2 separate regions of the Rattus norvegicus genome follow, and region 2 is linked to region 1. A link is a contact called in public Hi-C data. All regions are on one chromosome and are shown on one strand. The core of a region is the stretch at or near the end of the contact, and the rest is flanking DNA. Distances in the headings are between cores, read along the strand shown. Region 1 holds the start of Fitm2 (fat storage-inducing transmembrane protein 2). Region 2 has its middle 7.7 kb from the start of Ttpal.

Region 1 (6,881 bases), core at 2,557-5,056:
GCACTCACTCAGGAGAGAAGGGAGAAAATGGGGTTTTCTGTTACCACTCCAAAAACCAACACATAATGGACGATACACAGTGTGGACAGAAAAAAACAAAAACAAAAACAAAAAAAACAAAACAGAAAACATCCGAGCGTGCCGAGGCAGTGTGCACCTAAATCCAGCACTCGGGAGGCAGGCACAGGCCGACCTCTGAGTTTGAGATCAGCCTGATCTATAGAGCGAGTTCCAGGACACACAGGGCTACACAGAGAAACAAAATTACCACCACCAACAATCATCCAGGCACTGCAGGGTCGTGGACCCCTGTTGGGAATCACCGCCAGGTTCCAGGCAGAGGACTGGATGCTACAGCCAGAAAGTGTCCTTTAGACACTGGGGTATTTACTAAAGAACCTGCCAGAGACAAATGCTTATCTCAGAGTCAGCCACGGGGAAATGCTGTTAAATGAACAGCATTACTGTGGCCGCTAGACTCTAAAGAGAAGAAGAGCCAGGGAGGCCACAGCAGAGAGCCCTGAAACCCTGGTTTTCCCTTGACCCACATGATGAGGCTGTCCACTAGACCCTCTGCCGAGCCTTCGCCCTCCCTCTGGGAACAGATTAAGGTCACATCTTGCCAGAGATGAGAAGAATCCAACAGGAATAGCGCTGTTGGGAACATGGTGGCACCACCAGCAGAGTCTGAGGACTAAACTTGTTCCCCAGACGTCCCCCACTCCAAAGGTACCTAGAAAAGGCTCTCTCTGGAATGGGATGGATAATTCAGCCAGTCACTGGACAAAGTAGGTGAGGATTCTATTAGCCATTGTCCTCCTGTCCCTATGTCCCTCTCTTTCATTTCTTGTAAGTATCTTGCTTCAAAGTCAAACTGGAGCTCTGGGGAGGAAGCCCGGGAGAGAAAGACTTCAGATACCAGTAGCCGTATGTCCCGTACCAGCCCAACAAGCCAAACATGGTGCCGAACACTTTCTGGATCAAGTCGTGGAAATAGACGGCCGTGCACAGAAACATCCACACCCAGATGAAGGTCAGGAAGCCCAGGGCGACAACCAGGGTGGTGATGGCAACATGGAGGTGGTGGCTGCGATCTGTCTTCACCTCGTGCAGCACGGCCATCTCCTCCACGATCATGAGCGCGCAGAAGGTCAGTAGGAAGGAGTGGCCTGAGATGTCAAAGCCGTACCAGAAGCCCCCTTCCCGGTGGCACTGCTGCTTGGTCCGGTGTTCCTGTCTGATGCCCTCCAGGGCCGGGGACTGGTAGCAACTGCCTGTGTAGTGCTCAATGTTGGAGAAGAGGGCTGTGCACATATACCAGATGGCCGTGCCCACGAGGAGGGTGCTCAGCCGCCGCAGGACCAGGCTGGTCTTGCCCGTCAGGTGGTAGTTGGTGAGGGCAATGAAAGGCAGGAGGAGACAGACTGTCCAGGCCCAGGCCAATTTAACAAAATACCTGACAGAAGAGGAAAGCGTAGGTGAAGAAGAGACTTGGCAGAAGGGAAACATGTTTCATGCTTCAGCATCTAATCTCCCAAGGGAAGTTATTTAAAATCTATCAAAGCTGTCCATCCAAACAGTCATACTCTCTTTTATTCCTTCATACATGCTTACCCGTGCTTTATTCCCTAAGTACTGAAACTAGTTAATCCATAACTCTGTAAAGGTGACACCACGCAGCTATATGGATCCGTCAGGCCAAAGTGGAGGTCGCAGTGGTAATCAGGGGTTCAAATCTAGGGCCTGAAATTTTCCTGTTGGGCTACTTTCTCAGGAAAGCAATAACTGAGTGTCTATTAAATGTCAGATGCGTTCACACACATTCATGATTAGCTGAGGAGGAAGGGGTCATTTTTTTTTCTAAGTATAGCCCAGGCTGCCTCAAACTGTCTACATAGCTGAGGAGAGTCTTGAACTCTGGACCCTCCTGCCTCTACCTCTTAAGTCCTGCCTTTATAGGTCCCACACCCAGTTCTGTGTGGTGTTGGGGTTCAAACCTGTGTGCATGCTATCAACTGAGTTGTGTGGCCGGCCTTCATTTGACCCATTTTACAGATGGCTCGGGGGGACTCAGAAAACTGAACTTTGCCAAGGCCACACACACAACCTCAAACAGATTGAGCCACACTTTACAAGGCCCCAAAGTCCATGTCTTTTCTACCACACTGGTGTTCTTTTCCACAGAGCCTTAAGTCTTGTAAGAAAGAGCTTTCCTTTAAGCTACAAGACCAGGGTTTGAATCCTAACTCTGACTCTTACTTATTAAGGTATCTTCAGGCCTCAGTTTCCTCAGCTGGGAAAGCTGAGGACACCAGGCTGTTCTCAAAATCTCTTCCAGATTCAATGGATCACTGCCAGTTCCCTCTCATTAATCAGCACCATGTCTTGGAACAAAACAGAATCCATGACTACCCCTAAACAACAGAGATGGACGTGCCAGGCTGCTGGGCTCCTGGTTCATTAGGCCAGATAAAGCAACATCTGCCTTGTCTGTTTCCTCTGTGCTCATGAAAGGTGGCTGACCTAGAGATCTGAGCAGAAAGCACACATAAAAGAGACCTGGGACAACTACCACCCTTGCTCTCTATTCTTAGACCAGGACGAAGATGGGCCTCTTCCCTAGGTTCCAGTAGTTTCTCAGACACCCCCCCCCCCCAAAGAGCCCATCACTAAAACCTTCACAGACTTGAGAAGGAAAGCCTTGTTAGAGCCAAGGTCTGCCAGAAACCTGACCCAGCTGCCCCAAAGAGAAAACAGGGTTTGAAGTAGATTGACAAGAGAGAGGCAGAGTCTACCCATGCTGGAGACACACCAATCTGAAGCATTAAGTTCGCATTGAAGGAGCAATTTCATTTTTCAAACTCCCTGTATTGCTCCAACCGAGTGTTGTGCAATAAACTTGCGATATAAGTGTTTTTAAAGGACTAGGAAAGAAATAAATGGAGTTAGAGAGACGTCCCAAAGAGGTCGGCTGGGGTTATTTTCCTGGGTAACTGCCATGCACTTTAGAGTACTGAGAAAGTCCAATGAGATCCAGGAGAAAGGTCACCAGCTCGAAAGGTTTCACGCTTCTACCAACATAGGGCCGGGAGGGCAAAAGCTCCCAGCGTGGTGGGTGGGTATAGAGGTGGTCTCTAAGACAACGATGGGATTTTTGCCAGAGTGCCTAGGAGAGGGGTGTCCGACTAGCCGGCAGGAGGAAGGTGACATTTCCCCAAGCAGGACAGGGGCGAGCGCCTAACTCTGGGCATGGGGGAATAGCCGCTCCAATGTACTGTACCACTGTCACTTATAACCCACCCGTCACCGACTCGCCCGGCAACTCGATCCTCCTATCGGGATGCTCAAATACTAGATGCGAGTGTCACTCGCTTTCCCAAGGTCCCAGCGTCGCGACACGCGCGCGGACGCGGCTGTCAAGACAGGGCTCCCTCCCAATGACTCGCCCACCCCAGCATCCAACTAGCTTCTTGGGACGCGGGGGCCCGGAGCCTGATGTACTCACACGTTGAGGACGTTGCGCTTGTTGCTGAGGTAGCTTTCGGGCAGCGGGGACAGCTCCTTGAGGGCCGAGCCCACCAGCATGGCGGCCACGAGCACCCAGGGCAGGTGGCGCCGCACCGCCGCCCTCACGAGCGTCCCGCGGAGAAACCACGCACAGCGCTCCAGGTGCTCCATGCCGGTCCTTCTCGGCCACCGTCCGCCTCTCGGAGCCTTCTCGGCCACCGTCTTGCCCTTCGCCCGAGCTGGTACCGACACATCCCTCTGGGAGCATGCGCGCTTCCCGCAAGCTCCGCCCCCTAAGGGGCGCGTCTCCCTCTAGTGGCCATAAGGGGTCGCTGCAGAGTGCAAGTCTACATCCACCCGCGCGGCTTCCTCCTCATCGCCCCCAAGCTACGTGCTAAAAGCACTTGCAGGCTGCACTTGCCTAGGCAACCTGCTCCCTCCGTTTGTGGGATTCTCGCTTTCTTTATCTGCAAAATACAAACAAGAGTCCCACCGTTCTTAAGAGCTAGTTTGGGAGTTCCTTATATTGGTTCAGATACAGGGTTTTTCAGATGAAATTTCACTGGAAACTAATTACTAAATTTAAATCTTATTTACTTGTTTTGAGACAGGCTTTCTCTGAGTAGTCCTGGCTGCCTTGGAACTCACTCTGTATAACCAGGGTGGCCTCGAACTCAGAGGTCCCCTGCACTTTGCCTCCCGAGTACTGAGATTAAAGTCATGAGTACCGCGCCCGGCACGACCTGTGTTTGAGACAGGTAAGGGCACTTGTTGGCAAGCCAAATAACTTGGGTTCAATCCTCGGGATCCACATTGTGAAAGGCAAGAACCAACTCCGATAAGTTGTTCACACACACACACACACACACACACACACACACACACACACACGTCAAATAAATAAAACAGGTAAACAAATAAAAAAAAATAAATGTAAGAATGAAACATCTGTGTTGTTCACTGAAAAATCTTGGATGCTGGAGGTTAGTAGAGCTCATATGAGGTGCTAGTGTTTTGTCCCTTAGCTCAGCTCCTAGTCCATGAAGCCAGGTGTCAAAATCAGGGCTTCCCAACCACGAGTTTAGCCACTTTCGCCACTGTTAAAATCAAGGTAAAAATCTCATTACTGTCTAATTATTTCACTATATTTTATTATTATTTATGTTCTCATTTGTCTATTTTGAAACAGGACCTCCTCATTATATGTCCCTGACTGGCCTGGAACTCGCTCTATAGAGAGGGCTGGTTTTGAACACGTGGCTGTCTTCCTGTCTCTGCCTCCCTCTCCGGTGCTGGGATTCCAGGCACGTGCCATCGCATCTGGCTTTTCTATGCTCTTGAGCCTCTCTGCGTCTACTGTGCCTCCCTGGTGCCCCTCTGTGCTCTCTTCCCCCTCCTGGGATGTCATACAGGAAGCTTGAAACCAGCCACAATAGAAGTATTTACACGAAGGAAATTGGCGTGTGCTACAGATCAGACCTGCGTTCTGTCAGCGTCTGTGTTCATGGAGCTGTGACACCATTTGTCAATGCCTGGTTGATCTGAAATCACAGGTGGGCCGTGGAAACAAATGTCCAGTAAAATCGCTAATATCGTAAGCTTTGGAGAGTTATATTTGTGATGAAGAGCACCGTGGGAGCTGGGGCTGTAGCTCAGTTGGTAGGATGCTTGATTAGCATCCATGAAGTCCCAGGTTCAATGCCTAGCACTGCACAAACCGTGTGTGGTGGTACTACATGACTATGATCCCCAGAGTAAACCACACAGTGAGTTCAGGGCAAGCCTGAGATCCAGGAGACCACTCATCTTCAAAAAAGGTGCTGTATGTTTCATTGTCTGTAAGTCACAGACACTGCTCTCTCTATATATATTTTTATTTTTAGAAAGTTTATAATAAATCTATATATGTATATCTTACATATTTTCTTCAGGAGAGCTCATTATATTAAACATTTATGAGCAAACCACTGTTTGCACACACACAGAGTGCCCATAGAAACAGATACAGCATGTAAGCGGTTATGCTAATAGATGTATAGCTTTAGATACAACTTTATGACAGTTCATGATCGAGCACGCCTCTACCAATTGTGAGAGGCTGTGATTTTTATACTCAATTACGCAACTCAATTTAACTTTTAAAACAACCTGGTGTGCCTCACCTATAATCTCAGTACTTGGAAGGAGGTAGGAGGTGTTGGCATTTAATCTAGGCTCCTCCCCACAGTTACCTGGCAACAGCCAGGTGTGCCTGACTCATTACAAAAGGGGCTGCTTGCCCCCTCCTCCCTCTCTTGTTCTCTTGCTCTTGCTCTGCTCCCCCTCTCTCCCCATTCCCTTCCCTGTTCTCCCACCACATGCTCAAGGCTGGCCTCTACTCCTGTACTCTCTTTTTCTGCCTTTCTCTGTCTCTACTCCCTCAACTCCCCTCTCCATGCCCTGAATAAACTCTATTCTATACTATACCATCATATGTCTGGTCCCTCAGGGGAAAGGGATGCCTCAGTTTGGACCCACAGAGGCACCCCCTTCCCCCACACCTTACCTCACCTCCACCAAATATATTCTTTCTCTCTCTCTATTTTTATAAAACACAACAGGGGGGAACCTTGCAAATTTGAGGGCAGGCTGGTTGGTCCATATGAAGAGTTCCAGGGCTTTGAGGTCCTATGTTCAATAACTAGTTCCAAAAAAACAAACAAGCAAGCAAACAAAAGCTTGCCCTGACTCACTGTTTATTTTATAATAGTCATGCGAAGCATTGAATTTGAAATGTTAAGACATTGACCTGCAATGCCCTTGCCTTTCCCACCAGAGGGGGATAGAAGACTACAAGCAGGTGATGGAGAGACGGCTCACCATGCAAGCGAGAGGACTTCCAAGTAGACCACCAGCACCCACAGAAACAGTCACGCGCAGTGGTGTGCCTATGTAATTCCAGCACCGGGGACACCGAGACAGGAGGATCCCTGAGGTTTGCTAGCAGTGATCCTAGCAAAATCAGTGAGATCTCCAAGATCAGCAAGAAACCCTGCCTCAAAAAGTAAGGTATAGAATAGCTGAGGAAGACATCTAACATTAACTCACTGACCTCTGGCATCTGTATCACACAAGGTGGGGGATGGGGGGAAACAAGTACCCAGTTCCACCAGGGACCCCAGTAGTACCACCCTACTGTTGATTTTCAGCCTTCATTTGTCTTTTATATAAATATTCATTTAGAAGCATTGTTTGTGGAAAATAAATGGGAAGATGCCCCCTCTTCACACATGGGAAGAATTAATGTTGTTGAAATGTGCACATTATTGGGGGTTGGAGAGATGGCTCAGTGGTTAAGAGCACTGATTGCTCTTCCAGAGGTCTTGAGTTCAAAT
Region 2 (7,359 bases), core at 2,957-5,456, 120 kb after region 1:
GTTAAGAGCACTGGCTGCCCTTCCAGAGGTCCTGAGTTCAATTCCCAGCAACCACATGATGGCTCACAACCATCTGCGATGGGATCCGATGCCCTTTTCTAGCACACAGATGTGCACGCAGATAGAGCACTCATATAGAATAAATAAAACTTTTTTAAAAAGAAGAGAAGAAAAGTGATGTTTTCTTTTCTCTTTCTTATTTATGGGTGTTTTGCCTGCACATATGTCTGTGTACCACATGTGTGCCTTGAGCCTACAGAGTTCAAAAGAGGCTATCAGAACCCCTAGAACAGGACTTATAGATGGCAGTGAGTTGCCATGTAGGTGCTGAGAGCCAGTGCTCTTAGCTACTAAGCCATCTCTCCAGAACCTCTCATTCATCCTTCTCTCTTCCTTCAAGTCCCGTGCACATTATATAGCATGCTAATTATGTGCTGTGTATTATATTTAAATACATATCCCACATTTTAAAAAGCATAAGCTATTTGTCTTTCCAAGACTTTTCACTTAATGTGAGGGTCTCCAGTTCTGTCTATTTTTCTACAAATGATATAATTTTATCCTTTTGTGGGGGGAACATTTTTTTTTGTTATTTTTATTTGTTTCTTTGAGACAAAGTTTCCATAGCCCAGTCTGTCCTTGAACCGGACATGGAGCTGAGGATGGCCCTGGCCTTCTCCAACTTCCCTTGTGCAAGGACCACAAGCACGGACCACTACGCCGAGTTTGGGCCGTGGAGGAACCCAGGGCAGAGGCTGGAGCTCCATGGACACAGTGGCTCATGCCTGTGACTCCAGAATTCAAGAGGTTGACCAGAAGGTCGAGGCCATCTTCTCCATGTTCTTGACACAGAATACAATTCCATGGTGTATTTCTGCCACATTTTCTTTATCCATTCATCTGTTGCTGAGTGCCCAGGCTAGTTCCGTGTCTTGGCTATCATGCACCAGGCATCAGTAAACCTGTATAGCTTTTCTGGAATGCTGGCATAGTCACCTTGGGATAGCTATCTCCGTACTGCAGCTGGATCATGTGGGAGATCTATTTTTAGTATTTTGAGGAACCTGCATACTGATTTCCATAATGACTACAACAATCTACAAGCTCGAGATGTTGACTCCAAAGGGCAACTCTTTGCTTTTCATCTGTCGCAACGCTACATTAAAAAAAAAAATCAGACCTGCACTAACCGGACGGGTCCCAAGTCCAGCCCCAGCCTTGGTACTCTCCCTGAAGGTGCCAGAGAAAACTCAGCTGGGACGCACTCGACCCGCTCTGGATTCAGATGCAAACGTGATCTGGCTTTTTGGGCACTGCCACCACTTAGTGTCAAGGTGACATTCCCTGGTCTTCAAAATGCTTTCACCTTAATAATCAGCCCAGTGGCTCACATCTGCAAGTCTGGCATTTGGGGAGCCGAGGCAGGAGGTTTAACAGTTCAAGGTCAGTCTGGGTTCCATAATAAGACCATGTCTCAAAACCAAAGCCAAACCAAACCATAGGGTACTAACTACAGTTGGCTCTTGGCAACCACTGGGAGACGTCCGTGTCCGCCTTTCCTTGGTGTTTCAGATGACCTGTTGACCTGTGGAACGCACCATATTTTATCATCTTCTCCTTTCCCCTACTACCGTGAACTTTGGGCATCACCTACGTAGTTAACAGAGCCCGGGGTAGAAAGTACTTGATTCAAAGGCTGTGAGACTTGAGCAGTTGGCAAGCACAGCTGGGAAGGCTGATCACGGCCAGTGCTGATGGTTTAATGTGAACTCGTTCCCATTCGATCCTTGAGACAGTCCTGGGGAGTTGTCGGTTATTATTAATTAGATGGCAGACGTGAAGCTCCAAGATTAGAGCTGGGATTCTGACCCAGGTCCCTCAGGTTCAAGTGTAGACCTCCTAGGTACACTTGGGGAACAATGCAGAGGAGGACACAGGGAAAGTCTTCTAAGTAGGCAAGCGTCCAGTGACAGACTCTGAAGGTGACCAGCCTGGAGTTACACAGTGAGACCCCCACTAGAGAAGGGAAGGGACAGGAAGGTGTCCACTCAGTCAGAGCAGCCCATTGAAAAACCCCACCTTGCTCTGACACTAGCAAGGCAGTTCTGTATTTTTTTTTAATTTCTAGAAAATGTGTGTGCGCACGCACATGCATGCATGTGTACATGAATACCGCGTGTAGAGACTGGAAGAAAGTATCGTGTCTCCTGCCATCATCCTTCACGGGCGTTTTTCTCTCGCTAAGCCAGGCGCTTGCTAATTCAGCTAGATTGGCTGGTCAGCAAGCCCTTGGGACCTGCCTGCCTCTGCCTCCCCTACACAGAATTACAGCTGCACACCACCTCCCCCGCCTTTTGTTTGTTTATTGTATCGGTGTTTTGCTTGCGTGAGTGTCTGTGCACCCCACGTGCACTGTGCCGGTGAAGGCCCTGAGAGGACATCAGACTCCCTGGAGCTGCAGTTACAGACAGTTGCAAGCCTCCACATGGATGGTGGGGCTGGAACCTGGATCTTCTGCAAGAGCAACACGTGTTCTTAACTGCTGAGCTGTCTTGCCGGCTTTCACTTTTTGTTGTTTCGTTTCGTCGTTGCTCTGTTTTCTCTTATGTTAGGTGCTGAAGATGTAAACTCAGGTCTTCCCATCTGCATAGTGAGTACTTAGCCAATGGAGGCGTTCTTCCCAGTCCACTCCAAAAATCCCTCTTAAAGAATATATATTCTGAAGTTCGGCAGTGGTAGCATATGCCTTTGGTCCTAGCGCTCAGGAGGCAGAGGATTTCTGTGAGTTCGAAGCCAGCCTGGTCTACAGAGGGAGTTCCAGGACAGCCAGGGCTACACAAAGAAACCCTGTCTCCAAAAAGAAACAAACAAACAAACAAACAAAAACAAAAATGTATTCTGTAGAGAAATTGTTTTCCCATCTCTGGGATGAGACTCACCCTGATAGCTCTTCTGCTTAGGGAGACTCCATAATCTCTGGTTAGAACGTCCAGCTAAATTGCCAATACAAACTCCCAACCTGCTTCAGGTGTAAGCCTCTTCCACAGTCCATCCATGCTTGCTGGGGAGCGGGCGAGGCACAGATGTCTCTTATCCCTTCCTCTGGGCCAGGGATGCTGTGGAGGTAAGAAGGGTACCACGAGCCGCCCCAGCCTGGCTGCCTTCCAACTCCCTAGACCCGGCAGACATTAAGGCTTCCGACTTAGCTGTACACACAGACATGACTGTACACACAGGCCTCTCTTGCTTTTGACCTTGGGGGATACAGTTTTCTTTCAGGGTATGCATAGTGAGGGTCCCCTTAGGAATCCAGATCCGATCCCTGTGTCTTGCTGTCTACCTTCTCCCTCCCTCCAGGAATCTTTTGGTCACAGGAGCCAAGCAGAGTCCTTCTTGTAGGCGGTCTCTGCCCACACTGGCATGTGGGAAACCTTCAAGCACACTGTCCCTGAGTGTGGGCTGACCTTGACAACTGCAGGTCTCTCCAACACCAGGCAGCCCATTCCTCTCAGCCCTAGCCATCCCTGTGTCAAGCTCCCATACTTGAGCTTTCCAAATAGCACCTCCCTTCTTCAGTCCTCCCCAGGAGATGGCTGCTGTACCCTCCCCTCCCTCCTCCCACCCCAGGAAACCTGTGAGTAAACTCTGGAATCTAGGACGGGGAGGAGCTTCTGTTGTTCTTGATCAGATCCTAGCAGGGGGGAGTTTGGAACTTTACCCATGAAAAATGACTGCTGGCTACCCCAGGGGAGCATTCTCCAACTTTGCACCCTCACTTCCGGCTTCCCGAGCCTCGCTCTTCATGTTTCTTCAGGAGGGAGTGATATTTCTCCACTGGTCTTGTTGTGATGCTGTGTGTGTGTGTGTGTGTGTGACCCAGTAAATTTACAGAGCATCATCAAATCCGACACACTAGGACACCCAGTGAGGACCTGCAATTCCTTCTCTGTGTGACCATTTACAAATCACTTGACCTCTCTGTTTTCTTCCCTTCCCCCTCCTTTTCCTTTCTCTTCCCTTATTTCAACAGGATTTTGCTGTCACGGTGTAACCCCAAGCTGGCCTCGAACTCACTGTATATAGCTCAGGCTGATCTTAAATTTGAGGTCCTCCTGCCTCAGCCTTCTGAGTGCCAAGATCATGGACTCGCCTCTGGGTCTGTTTGCGCAGCTGCCACCTGGAATTCAGAAGATCTGAGGCTGTTCCACAGGGCCTCTGTGGGGTTAGTAGAGTCCAGAGAACCCAGCCCAGTGCCAGCACAGTACTAGGTCCAGGCCACGTACTCAAATAATGGAAGGAGAGGTGAGCTCCTAGGCTGACATTAATGGGGGAGAGGTGGGGTCTCTCCTATCCCTGCCCCGTCACCGTTTCAGGCCATGTTTTGGAAAGTATTCAGTCTGGCTGGGGTCCAAAGCCCCTGGGAACAGACAGGACATCCTGTCCCTCCAAGTAGCCGTGCTGACTCAGGGAGATCAATGTGTGACCACAAAAGCGCAGCTGGCTCTGACCTCTTCTGGGAAATCCACCGGGCTGAGCCCCATTCAAAGACCTGGATTTGCTCTTCTAGGGCCTGGTCCCGGGCTCTTGAGCAGAAAGTAGCACGCAGAGAAACAGAAGACTCTGGCACTTGAGGCATGCCAGGCCAGGGGGTCACAGGCTTCACATGACCCTCCGGTTGAAGTCAGACATCTGTTTTGTGCTTGCCAAGCCTCTGACTTCCCCCAGACCAGGTCTGGACACTTTTCCAGCCAAGCCGGGTCTCCAAACCACTAATTGGGCAACTATTGACCTCAGAGTGGGTCAGACCCAGCAAGTGAAGTTGTTGAGGGGCATGGAATGCTTTGTTCTTTAGAATCCCAAGAATTAGACAGGGCCCTCCCCGCCCCACAACTCCAGCGCCCAACCCCCTCACAGCCATTTACCTGTTTTGTAAGTCGGACAGTTTCCTCTACCTCTCAGAGTCCCAGCCTGGTTCCCTCCCTGAGAACTCACGACACCCATTCGGGCAGGCGCCCAGTAAGGGAAGTTACTGTCGCAAACAGCACCGAATGCCAGACATAAAGTGGTGTGGACACGGTCGTAGGTTGGATCTGCAGCCCCCCAAAACAATCAAACTAATAAAGGGGGCCCCACTTCTCCCCAGGACCTCAGTTAGCAGATGCTGGGGGAGGGGAGACATTTGCAAAGTTGATGACACAGTTTAGCCACTCAGCTGGTGGAGGAGCTTGCAGCCAAGTCTGGTGGCCTGAGTTTGATCCTCAGGACTCACAAGGTAGAGAGAGAGAGAGAGAGAGAGGGAAACAATAACCCAATTTGCTAAAAAGTTGACCTTTGACCTCTACATATGTGCCACATGCCGCTTGAACACACAGATCACAAACACGAATATCACAAAGAAACACAATGAATGAGTGAATGAATAATAGATGTAAATTTAAAAGTAGCCAAAAACAAAAACAGAAAACCCAAAATACTTTAGCAGCCCCTTGTGGCCACAGGTAATTTCTTTGAGCCTTGTAAAACTGGAAGCATAAATGCACCAGCATTGTGGGGCCCACTATCTTAGACGATCTGGGGTCCATGCCGGGCAGACAGTAAGCCCTGGTCAGCACCAAGCATTTCTTTCTTTCTTCCTTTCTTTCCTTCTTCCTTTCTTTCTTTCTTTCCCTCTCTCTCTCTCTCTCTCTCTCTCTCTCTCTCTTTCTTTTTTTTCCTCTTATCAATAAAGTATTTATTTGTCTTCTCTCTGTCAAACCCTGAGGCAAACACTTTCCTTGGGCTCCCTGGGGAGGCACAGAAAAACGAATGTACAGGGCAGACGGACATGAAAGAACTATGAGAGGTGGAAGTGGAGACAGCGGCTCCACGTGGCAAGGAGGATGAGGAAGGCCACCCACCACCATTAGGCAAAAGAGCCTCATCGCCTCTGAGACGCCATAGCCCAGAATCGCGTAGGAGAAGCATTGTTGCTTCAGAGAAGGGTTCCTGGCATAGCCAATGATGAGACTCCCCCCAAACCAGTCCCAATTCCTGCCCCAGAGGCAGCCACCCCAGCCGTAGCAACCCCAGCGCCAATGAACTTGGCAGCTGCGTTGATGTCCCTTGAAATGTGGAGCATCCGGAAGCTGCGGCTAGGGATTAGTGAGGCCAGAGGCCGCTGGATCACCAAGCTGCTGAGGCCCTCATCTGATGGTGACTGTGCTCGCTTCAACTCCACTGCACACAGCGGACAGATGACTCAGTAGCTGAGAGGGAGCGGGTAGAGAGGAATATGGAGCAGGCATACATTTTCAGGGGTGAGGGGCCGAGGCAGGAGAGCGGCTCCCAGGGTAGAGAGGACAAAGAGGGCGCACCAAGTATTTCTAACCATGCTGGTAATATTGCCACAATCATAGAGCTAAGTGTTTCTGGTGAGTTACAGGGGACTCATATTTAGTGAGTGCCACACATCCACCTCACAGAGGTGGATGCTCCCAGCCAACAGTTGAACTGAGAACAAGGTCCCCACTGGAGGAGTTAGAGAAAGGACTGAAGGAGCTGAAACGGGTTGCAATGCCATAGGAAGAACAATATCAACCAACCTGACCCACCAGAGCTCCCAGGAACTAAACTACCATCCCAAGAGTACACAGGGATGGACCTATGGCTCTAGCTGCATACGTAGCAGAGGATGGCCTTGTTGGGCATGAATGGGAGGAAAGGTCCTTGGTCCTGTCAAGGCTCTATGTACCAGAGTAGGGGAAGTCAGGGAGGGGAGGTGGGAGGGGAGTGGGTGAGTGGGTGAGTGGGTGAGGGAGCACCCTCATAGAACCTGGGGGTGGGGGTTAGCTCATATCTCTAATCCCGGAATTTGGGAGGCAGAGGCAGATTTGTTGCAAGTTTTTTTTTTAAGACTTATTTATTTATTTTATATGAGTACACTGTCACTGTCCTCAGACACACCAGAAGAGAGAATTGGATCCATTACAGATGGTTGTGAGCCACCATGTGGTTGCTGGGAATTGAACTCAGGACCTCTGGAAGAGCAGTCAGTGCTCTTAACCACTGAGCCATCTCTCCAGCCCCTTGTCGCAAGTTTTAAGCCATTATGCTCTACACAGTGAATTACAAGCCACCCAGGGCTACAGAGCAAAGCCCTGCCTCAAAAACAGGGGTACAGGGGTTGGGGATTTAGCTCAGTGGTAGAGCGCTTGCCTAGCAAGCACAAGGCCCTGGGTTCGGTCCCCAGCTCCGAAAAAAAGAAAAAAAAAAAAAACCAGGGTTATAGATTCCTATGAGCTGCATTTACATACTTATACATTTCGTTTTAAAATAGCCCCTTGAGTCATGCCGCAATCTCCAGTACAGACAGTTGAAGTA

What was found. A called contact is a pair of places that touch in the nucleus more often than the background predicts.
Region 2: a Hi-C map of hepatocytes shows a contact between it and region 1, with 4 times the contacts expected there. The contact joins the enhancer-like site here to the promoter of Fitm2 in region 1. A contact is called at or near these places in 8 of 12 Hi-C or Micro-C datasets (the Rat2 cell line, Schwann cells, frontal cortex and 4 more).

Annotation. Positions count from the first base shown.
Region 1 is chr3:172,563,485-172,570,365 of GRCr8, forward strand. It overlaps Fitm2 (fat storage-inducing transmembrane protein 2), which reads right to left and starts at 3,807. Exons shown (of 2, transcript NM_001107799.1): 1 at 3,506-3,807; 2 at 1-1,456. The coding sequence starts at 3,678. The coding sequence ends at 841. It overlaps LOC103691964 (a long non-coding RNA gene), which reads left to right and starts at 3,780. Exons shown (of 3, transcript XR_591849.4): 1 at 3,780-4,265; 2 at 4,697-5,060; 3 at 6,323-6,881.
Region 2 is chr3:172,686,390-172,693,748 of GRCr8, forward strand. It overlaps the pseudogene Atp5mc2-ps4. Among named protein-coding and RNA genes, the nearest start is that of Ttpal, 7.7 kb to the right of the region's middle. Within about 2 kb of position 4,207, at least 10 of the 93 cell types and tissues checked have an H3K27ac peak or open chromatin away from gene starts, as enhancers often do. A contact at or near this core is called in hepatocytes and liver, where this site is marked.